2 separate regions of the Mus musculus genome follow, and region 1 is linked to region 2. The links are chromatin contacts, called in public HiChIP or PLAC-seq maps. All regions are on one chromosome and are shown on one strand. The core of a region is the stretch at or near the end of the contact, and the rest is flanking DNA. Distances in the headings are between cores, read along the strand shown.

Region 1 (5,235 bases), core at 286-2,785, 1.2 Mb after region 2:
GGTATGTCATCCCTAAACTCCTAACATTCTATTTAAGAAGAAAATTCCTACACTCCCATTGTTTCTAGAAGAGATTTCAGTACAGGGTGCTTTCATGGGGTTTGGCTTTCCACTTAGTTTTTGCTAAGATCATTGTTCATCCCTCAAGTTTTCACTTTGTATATGAATTTTACCTGCTTTGAGTTCATGTATTGTTTTTTTAAATGTTTATCCAGAAGGTAGACTTAATCTGTGTCCCTCTCCTAGGTGTCATCCCACACATCCACAAATCGCTGATCGGGAAGAAAGGACAACAGAAGACTGTTTAAGGATGCCTGGATTCCTTATTATCTCAGGACTCTAAATATTCCTAACAGCTGTCCAGTGTTGGTGATTCCAGTGGACTGTATCTCTGTGAAAAACACAATTTTGCCTTTTTGTAATTCTATTTGAGCAAGTTGGAGGCTTAATTAGCCTTCCAACCAACCAAATTTCTGCATTCGAGTCTTAACCATATTTAAGTGTTACTGTGGCTTCAAAGAAGCTATTGATTCTGAAGTAGTGGGTTTTGATTGAGTTGACTGTTTTTAAAAAACTGTTTGGATTTTAATTGTGATGCAGAAGTTATAGTAACAAGCATTTGGTTTTGTACAGACATTGTTTCCACTCTGGTGGATAAGCTCAATAAAGGTCATATCCCAAACTAGCTTTAAACTTGCTTAATAATCGGGACTTACCTTAGATCTCACTCAGCAACAAGTACATTCTCTGCTTACTAATTAAACAGTGCATCTGTAGTCATAACCCCGTGGTACTTTTGTTGTTTCTTTGTATCATATGACCTCTTAGGGTCTTAAAACTTGGGAAGAAGCTGGAGGTAACTGCTTTTGGCGTCCCCCCCCCCCCCAATTGACAGTTAACTAATGTGAAAGGGCCTGTATCCTAAGGTGGGACACAAGTACAGAGACCCTCAGGGTACAACGAAAGTACCTCCACCGAATGAACTTCGGATATAATTTGCTTTTAGTGACCAGACACAGGTGTGAAATGCTAGTCACATCTTGATTCATGCCAAGCATGTTCCATTATTATACATTGACCCCTTTCCCCTCCCTGAGCCTTAAGACATGTATCCTAATTCCTGGAGCAAATCAAACAGAATAGGAGGTGCTTAAGCAGCCTATGTGGATGAAAGAACTTCCTGCCTTACAGCTGCTTTAACCCAAAGAGCTGCATTGTACCTGCCAGGTGGCAGGTGGGTCAGATGTGCCGCTGAGAAGGGCTGGGGAACTGCGGGGGTTGGGGGTTCCAGGGCTTCCGATCCAAAGCAGGAAGCGCCTGTAGGACGAATCCATGCGGCAATCACTCCCTAACGGAGGCCCAGGGCTTCCCAAGACCTAAGGGCCAGGAGGCCTGGCCTCTGATCCTTGTGGATCTGGTCGTGAGGGTCCCTGTCCCCACCCCGGTGGCGCGGAAGGCGGGCTCCGGGCCACACCGGAGCCTAGGGGCCGGGGCGTCCGCGCTCCGCCAACCCACGGCCTCCCCGCCCTCCTCCCGGGTTACCGCGTCGGCTTTACGGTCCGCCAGGCCCGGGAGGGACGCGGCTGGCGCCGCTGCGGCCGCGGGGGGCGGGGAGGCGGCCGTGAGGAGGCGGAGCTGCGAGGCCGCCCGTCGCCGGGCCGCCGCCGCGGTGCCCGCTCCTCCCCGCGCCGTGCCGCGCCGTGCCCCGCCCGGCCGCCTCGCCTCCTCCGCGGCGGGCCCCCCTCGCAGCTGCGCGGCCGCGGACACCGAGGCAGGCGCGAGCCATGGAGGGCAACCGCGACGAGGCGGAGAAATGCGTGCAGATCGCTCGCGAGGCCCTGAGCGCCGGCAACCGCGACAAGGCCCAGCGCTTCCTCCAGAAGGCCGAGAAGCTGTACCCGCTGCCGGCCGCGCGCGGTGAGCCCCGGCCCCCGCCGTGACCCCGGCCCCCGCGCCCTGCGCCCCGCCGGCCGCGGCCGCTCCAGCACTCAGGGACACAGGCGGGGCGCTGTGGGGTGCTGGGTGACGGGTCCCCTCCCCAGATCAGCCTAGGCCCCTGTGAAGTGACAGGAGCGGGGACTCCAGCGGCTTCTCGGGCTTCACCATCCCCGGGTTCTGTAATTTGTCCGTTCCTTAAGCAAGTATCTTCGAATACCTTAGATGACACTGCTTTTCCCAGGGAGGAGAGAGCCCTTACAAGACAGCTCCACTTTCGAAAGGGATGGTGAAGTTATTGATGATTCCTAAATAGTGTCTGGTTTGATATGGCACCGTAAGTACCCGCAAGTTCGGTACATCGCTAAAGAGTAGGCTATGGACTTACCCTACTTTAATTCACCTTATTCATTGTCTAACTCTACAGTCAACACAACACTCACAAAGCGCCACGAGTTGTGCCTAGTATTTTATATGCCCCTCTTATTCCTCAGAAAAGTACCGTGTTATTTGACCATGTGCAGAAACTTTTGCCAAATGAATGAATGAATGAATGAAATGAATGAAAATACCTTGCCCAAGGTCGTATAGGAATGGGCAAAGTCATAATAGGCACTGAGTTTTAATCTCTACAAGGCCTTTACTACCGTTTTTTGGTTTTGTCTTTTTTTTTTTTTCCCATGCCCATAGGATGACATTTAACTGTTGTTGAAAGAATTTCCAGGTTAAGAGGATTAAGAGGAAACTTGATAAGCAGCCCCCTGTTTTAATTTATTGTTTTCTTAATTCTTTTTACATCGTTGAAGCCTTTTATCTCTGCTGATTTTCACTTTACCTTTTTGTTAGCATTGGGACAGGGCAGGAAAAGATAGTGAAAGAAAAGTTAATTGTAAAAAGTGTGAAATAAAAATTATCATTTTTAGGTGTACAGTTTAGTAGTGTTAAGTATTTTCATGCGTACCACAGGATCGGTATTTTTTTGTTTTTTATCTTACACCAGTTAAGTAACCCCCTGTACTCTCCTGTTTCCTGGTAGCTCCCTTGCTACTGTCCATTCTCATAGACTAGTCTAATTTGGTACCTGATCTATGTGAAATCGTACAGAATTTGACTTTGCATGTCTGCATTATCTATTTACTTACTAACTTCAGATTTCATCCATATTGCAACCCGCGACAGATTTCCTTTTTTAAAATTGCTGAACAGTATTCTATTATTTATATACCCATGTGCCTAGGTGTGGCTGTGCACATACACATTTAACATCACCTTTTCTTTTTGGAGGGTATTTATTTAGCGCGTTGCGTGCATGCGTGCGTGCAGAGGAATAGGTCTCTCCCCACATAGTGTAGAGATTGAGCACAGGTCTAAGCTTTGACACTAGCTGTCACAAATTCTTACTTAGTCCCTGTCAATGATGTTTGGGTTGCTTCCACCTCTTTTGTGTTGAGTAATGTGCCTATGAGCATGAGTGTCTACAAGCCTGATTTCAGTTCTGCATATATACCCAGAAGTGGGATTCTTGGGTCATATGGTAATTCTAATTTTGATTTTTGAGGAACCAGCACATTGTTTTTCCAGCCCGGCTGCACCATTTTCGTACGATCCGCGTGGTTCCAGCTTCCCAATGTCTGGCAGAGCGTGGCAGCTCCGTTTTTTATTTGCAGTGATAGTCACTAGTGACTATGGGGACAGGTCGCTGGCGTTTTGATATCATTTCTCTGATGATTAATGATGTTGAACAGTTTTTCATTTGGCGACTTGTATTTTCTTGGGAGAAAAGTCCTCTAAGTTGTTTGCTCATTTAAAAATCAATCTAAGCTAGTTCCAGGACAGCCAGGGCTACACAGAGAAACCCTGTCTCAAAAAAACCAACCAACCAACCAACCAACCAAAAACCCAATCAACCATCCAACAAAATCAGACTGTTGTTATGGATATCGAGTTATAAGGGCTCTTATATATTCTGGACATTATGTCTTTGTCATTTATATTTTACAGAGCTTATTTGTTCTTTTAGGTCATCTCTCTACCCTGGGGACTGTCATTGGAGGCCTGAGTTTTATGTAGTCGGTTTCATTTGTCAAGTTTTGCTATGTTGTCTGGGCTTTTTGGTGCCATATTCAAGAAATCATTAGCAGGAATTACCCGTAGATCCCTTTTACTGTGTAGATATATTTAAATCAGTTGTCTTCTGCTCTTGGAAGGACACTTTTAATATTAAAGTAGTAAGTACCCTGGGCGAGGCACCTTGGCTTAGAAGGCCTGGCTCTTCACCAACTGCTTTCCACGCGGTCTCTAGTCCTTGTCGTTTGTGAGGCAGGTACAGTGTACTGATCCTGGGTATGCGGAGGACTAAACGAGTTGATATAAAGCATCTAATGAATCTTTCCTATTTTACAACTCCGGTCATCTAAGAATCCTTAAATCGTGCCCAGATTTCCAGCGGTCACGCTTCTACTGTGCAAGCAGCTCCAGTGAGTCTGCTAAAGGACACTGTCAAAGTGCAGGGTAATTATGGCTCTGAAAGTCATGGGTGTAGGGAAGGCGAAGGCATGGAAGACAGACAGTCAGGGGCAACGAGATTCTAAGGGGATAATCATCCAATAAAGTGGTAGGGTACCATTGTGAAGTAGTCTAAAACAGTTCAAATACAGACTTTGCCATCTCTATAAGCCATTCTAAGCTTTAATTACAAGCAAAATACAAGATAACAGCAAAGAGTGGATGTGACCCAAAATTAAGCAATGTGACTCTTGTGCGAAAACCATATTTTACAGAGTATCACAGGAGATGTTTATGAGAATAATTTAAGAACTCAAGAGGGGAAAATCTGGAATATTTATGAAAAGACCCTAATAAAGATCTTGTATAGGAGGAAATTGGTACTTTCGAGTGACTTGAAGTTTTATTCCTGAATTTTACCTATTCTAGATGTGTACCAAACTAATAGCTCAGGAAGCTGACTGGATAGGTTTTAGGGTCTGCCTATACTCTTCATTTCCATCGTTCATTTCCATGGATGTGATGAGTGGGAGACCACAAGATCAAATTCCAGCCTTTCTGTCATCTTAAAATTTCATATCAAGTGAGAAGGAAATTTGATAAAACCTTTCAATAAACTGGCAAGCTCTTCTCTTGAGAAGACATTTGATATTGAGAGGGAAGTGCTGTCCACCGTCTAGCTGAGACTCTTCACTTTCGACTAGCAAGGATTGCAGATGCTCATCCTCTGGGTTACATTTGTAGGTTTGTTTAATTGATGTGGTTTAGCACTTGGGAGAGGTGTACAGTTTCACT
Region 2 (5,450 bases), core at 1,811-4,310:
AGTACATTAATGGGATTCTAGATAAACCTCTATTTATTCATAAGATAAAACCTATATAAAATTTCAGTGAGAGGGCTAGAACTAAACATATTAACATGAATAAATCTTAAAAGCAATGTTCAAACTGCAAGTCACTAAAGAATGTATACAGTGTAATAGCATTCGTATAATTTTTAAAACATGTAAAATAGAACTGCATATATTTATGTAATTCATACATATGTATTAGAAATATAAAGTATTCTGAAGAGCGATACCAAGTTCAAAGTAATTGAATAGAGGAGAGTTCACTGGAAGATTCAGTAGCATCCATAATCATTTTTTCCATGCACAATATGGAAGCATGGGTGCTTGTTTTATTTTTTTCTGACACTTTCTTGCCTCCCTGAACTCATGTCTTCTAAAAAAAAGAAAGCAGATTTTTCAGAGTATATCTGTACAAACCTGCCTATAAAGGCAGAACAACTCTGCTGTTAAGTATACCACAGTATTGTCTAAATTTTACATTTTTCCTCTTCACTCAAAGGCTTTTCTTTCTTTCTTCGCCTATGCAATTAACTTAGCTGGTAGATACATGTAGCGTATGATTGGGAACTGAACTCCATGCCTTAAAATTACAAAATACCTTTCCTTTTAAATGTTTGATATATCTATTCCTCAGAGGCCCCTCATCAGAGGAATGGATACAGAAAATGTGGTACATTTACACAAGGGAGTACTACTCATCTATTAAAAAGGATGAGTTTATAAAATTCCTAGGAAAATGGATGGACCTGGAGGGCATCATCCTGAGTGAGGTAACCCAATCACAAAGGAACTTGCACAATATGTACTCACTGATAAGTGGATATTAGCCCAGAAACTTAGAGTACCCAAGATATAAGATACAATTTGCTAAACGCATGAAACTCAAGAAAAACACAGACCAAAGTGTGGACACTTTGCCCCTTCTTAGAATTGGGAACATAACACCCATGGAAGGAATTACAGAGACAAAGTTTGGAGCTGTTACGAAAGGATGGACCATCTAGAGACTGCCATATCCAGGGATCCATCCCATAAACAGCCTCCAAATGCTGACACCATTGCATACACTAGCAAGATTTTGCTGAAAGGACCCAGATGTAGCTGTCTCTTGTGAGACTATGCCAGGGCCTAGCAAACACAGAAGTGGATGCTCACAGTCAGCTATTGGATGGATCACAGGGCCCCCAATGGAGGAGCTAGAGAAAGTAACCAAGGAGCTAAAGGGATCTGCAACCCTATAGGTGAAACAACATTATGAACTAACCAGCACCCCCTGGAGCTCGTGTCTCTAGCTGCATATGCATCAGAAGATGGCCTAGTTGGCCATCCATGGAAAGAGAGGCCCATTGGTCGTGCAAACTTTATCTGCCTCAGTACAGGGGAACGCCAGGGCCAAGAAGTGGGAGTGGGGGAGGGAGTGGGGAGGGGGGAGCAGGGGGGGGAGCGGGAGGGACATTTGGGATAGCATTGGAAATGTAAATGAAATAAATACCTAATTAAAAAAACAAAATAAAAAAATGTTTGATATATTTAAATACACTAGATTTTCTTGATTTTCATATTCATGCTTTGAGTGTCTTTTAAATAAAAAGGTAAATGATTTAATCCATTCACATTTGTCTCTTGGAGGATAGATATGAAGAACTCCAAATATTCTGAATATAATATGTGTATTATATAAAATGATATGCCATTTGTATATAACTTATGCCCACCCATGCCTATACTTCAAACCATGTCTATTTCACTTGTGAATCTGGAGTTAAACGTAGGACAGTACTAATGCAGAGAAACACAGGTAGAGTTTGGAACTATACCTAGACCCACAGTCAGAAGCCAGACCGCATTTATCCGTATGTCTAAGGACAGAGAACACCACGCTTGACACCACCATCTCATTAAAATGTACTTGAAAACATAATAACCTTTTCCAATTTCTTTTAATACAATTTGTAATTGAAACTGAGCAATGTTTTGTGTCAAAAGAGTTGATTCAGAGCAACCAAGTACAAATAATATATTTAATTATGGAGATATACTGCTTGGGCCTTAAGAGATGGGATGTTATATTATTTCCTCATGTTTGTAGATTAAAGGTAAATTCATGCACAAATTTTATTTCAACAGCTAGGTATATATGGAGAAAGACCTGATCACTATTGGCAAGCAAATATATGCAACTTTTCCCCCTTGAGAACAAGTGGACATCAGGAATTAAATGAGACTGAATTGGAGCCAAGATCTGTAAATACAGTGTGAAGTAACTATCCACTTTATACTATGTTTTATTCTTTGCATTTGTACTTTCTCAATCCTAAGCTTGTATATCAATATTTTCATGAGCAGCTCTTCTAATAGTCTTGTGAACTAGTCAGTCAGATGAATCCTGCGTGGTTTCATTCTAAGTACATTTGTTTTAAAACAACAAGAGAATGATAGGTCTCCAGAATGAACTTTGATTTTTACATAGAAACTATACTACACTAAAAGTGTTGGGAAAAGAAGAGGGATTAGTGATGGATGGAAGGGATTAATAATAGTTTGGCTCACAGCTTTAGAGTTCATTCCATGTTCACTTGGTCCCATGAGCTTTTGCAAATCACTATGGCGATAGGGGTGTATTTAGGGGTAATGTCTGCCTCTTTGCAGATACAATGCAGAATGTGTGACAGAGAAAAGACCAAGACAACATAGTCCCCCCCAAAGTGGACCAAGCGTTCTACTTCATCTAGGTAGACACCACCTTCCCAAGTTTCTAAAACCTCCCAAAATACCACCATAAACTGAGAGTCAAGCATGGAACAAGTGGACAAACTGAGGAACATTTCATATTCAAATCGTAAAGTTCCTCTTCCAGATTCTCATGGCTATTCTGCCATACAAAACGAGTCTCCATTCATCTTAAGAGCTCTAATATTAGTCAGACATTCATACCCAAACTTGCTCATGACCCAAGGCAAAAGTGTAGCTGTGAGCAGTTCTACAAATAGGGAAAAATTAAACACATTCACCATTTAGCTGACAGAACAAAAGGAAGGGATGGGTTAATAGCAGTGACTAATAGGCCTGGACTGAAACCAAACCCAGCAACATCAACAGTAAATCCTGGACAAACAGATCTCACATCAGACACATATGGTGACTTGGCTGGCCTGACTCTACGGCCTTTGCATTTGCAGCCTCTCGTTCAGACCCAGTCCACCCCTTCTCTGAAGCTTTACTAACCAGTACTCTACGTTGCTGGCATTTCTAACATCCTAAAGTCTCTACTGCACTTTAGGGTTCAGTCTTGTTTCTGTTTTTGTTGCTGTTGTATGTTTGCTTGTTTTAATAAGATTTATCATTTTATTTTGTGTGTGTGTGTGTATGAGAGTATGCCACACGTGTGAGCAGGATGCATTATGAGAGCAGAGGTGTTAGATCCTCTGGAGCTGGAGTTACAGGCTGTTGTGAACCTCCTGTTGTGGCTGCTGAGACTGTTGATTCACATCCTCTGGAAGAATAATACACACACTTAAGCGCTGATCCGCTGATCCTCCCCTTCAGCCCAGTATTTACTCTTAACAGCTTCGTGCACTCTCCCCTGCAGGAATCCTGACACTATGATGTGCTGCCTGGCCCCTTAGCATTCCTAGAGGAGAAGCCTCCTTGCCCCCTTAAGTTCAGCATTCTGCATAACTAGGAACTCATTATCATGTGGACAATATGAAAGTCTGATGCCAGCCACCCTACCATGGGGGGCAGCCGACTTCGAATATCTGCATGACTGAAGCCGGTGAAACACTTCCCTAAACAGCTCTGTGAATGCAGAATGCCCTAGAGTTCTTTTCTCAGACCAAAAAAAAAAAAAAAAAAAAGTCATTCAATTGAGTTTAAAAAAATGGTATATCCTTTATTCTATGAAGGCTAGATGTCTGGATCAATTTCTGAGGAGTCTGCAAGGTTTCTTTCTTGTTTCAGTACAAAGTAATTGATTTCCTTATCTTAAAAACAAAACACCTTTCATCAGTGTGTGTGTGTGTGTGTGTGTGTGTGTGTGTGTGTGTGTGTGTGTGTGTGTGTGTGTTTCATGATGGAGGCCAGAGCCAAATCTGTGGACTTAGCTCTTTCCTTCCACCTTTTTGTAGAATCTGGGAATTGAACTCAGGCCATTAAGAATCACAGCAAGCGTTCACCAGCTGAGCCATCTTGCCAGCCCCTTGATTTCTTTGACTGCCTCTAATCTGTTTCACCACCATATCTATCCTCCTGGTCCACAACTTTGAACTATATGCTTTCCCAGCCCCATTACTTGTTTTTATAAAATTCTTTCTACTCTTCATTTTGCTCTTACTTCTCAGACCATGTTCCTGCCTCAATGATGTGCTCACTGGACCCTCCTCTGCTGAAGTGACTAGTCTCTTACTTTAAAATTCAACTGCATTCACATACTCAGGTCACAGATAAATAACTGGCCAGAGTATAACATAGAGGTCTTAGGTTCAATTCCAAACTACAAGTTCATGTCTAATTCCTCTTGAACCTGGCTTCCACTGTCCACATTACTACTGGCCGTGTGATCTTATGAACTCACTAGAATTACCCATTAAGCTTACAACATTTTAGGGCTTTCTCTATCCAGAGTTTCCAAATTCTGCCTATAGAGCATGGAGAGATGGATCGGCAGTTAGGAATAATTGCTGTTCTTGCAGAAGACCCAAGTTCAGTCCTTAGAATCTATATTTGTTGACCCACAACTACCTATACCTCTAGCTCCAGGGGAGTGGATAGCCTCTTATTGCTTCCACCGAAACCCACACACACGTAGAATATACACACAGGTGCATAAACACTAATAAAATATAAAAAGTAAATCTTTTAAAAACAATTTTCAATGAAAATGAGTTTCAAAGGTTTAATAAGCACATGGTCAGGCTTAGTCACATCAACGACCCCCCTTGTTTCTTCTTGTGGTTGTCACAGAATGCACAAGTAAAGAACCTGAAAGACATTGTTTTGGCTCAAGGTCTCTGAGGAGTCTGTTCACTGCTTCCTGGCTCCAAGTACTTAGGCAAAATGCATAACTGTGGAAGCATATGCAAAACTGGGTCTTAACCTCATGACAGGTGAAGAGGAGATGGGGCACCAGAAAGAAAGGCAGGACAAAGACATCTTTTTAAGGAGATACTTCTTGTATCCATTTCCCCTTCCTCTTCTTTTGAGCATCACAGAGTGGGAAGAAAGTGAACAAGGAATTGCAGTGGTGAGATTCACAGGCTTTGTGGTATTGATTTTGATGTCTTAAAGAACGCAACCTGCTTGCTGGCATTAGGTACAAATCACATGTATTTCCCTTGATATGTTAGCCAACATGTTCATTAGATTAGTTTGTCTGCGGACTAGTAATGAGGAGAGGAGGTTAAGGGAATATTTGGTGCATATTG

What was found. HiChIP or PLAC-seq counts read pairs in DNA pulled down with a chosen protein or histone mark.
Region 1: an HNF4G HiChIP or PLAC-seq map of pancreatic cancer cells shows a contact between it and region 2. The contact joins the promoter of Dnajb14 here to the enhancer-like site in region 2. A contact is called at or near these places in 11 of 39 promoter capture datasets (the 3T3-L1 cell line, the C10 cell line, the SN4741 cell line and 6 more), 7 of 484 Hi-C or Micro-C datasets (CD8 T cells, Sertoli cells, liver and 3 more), 10 of 115 datasets of contacts at active chromatin or transcription factors (astrocytes, embryonic forebrain, embryonic limb bud and 7 more) and 1 of 9 other capture datasets (pancreatic islet).

The regions. Positions count from the first base shown.
Region 1 is chr3:137,866,140-137,871,374 of GRCm38.p6, forward strand. Dnajb14 (DnaJ heat shock protein family (Hsp40) member B14) reads left to right here and starts at 1,536. Exons shown (of 8, transcript NM_001033155.1): 1 at 1,536-1,917. The coding sequence starts at 1,785. It overlaps H2az1 (H2A.Z variant histone 1), which reads left to right. Exons shown (of 5, transcript NM_016750.3): 4 at 1; 5 at 247-783. The coding sequence ends at 308.
Region 2 is chr3:136,648,056-136,653,505 of GRCm38.p6, forward strand. No RefSeq gene overlaps it. Among named protein-coding and RNA genes, the nearest start is that of Ppp3ca, 19 kb to the right of the region's middle. Within about 2 kb of position 3,061, at least 26 of the 459 cell types and tissues checked have an H3K27ac peak or open chromatin away from gene starts, as enhancers often do. A contact at or near this core is called in the SN4741 cell line, pancreatic cancer cells and uterus, where this site is marked.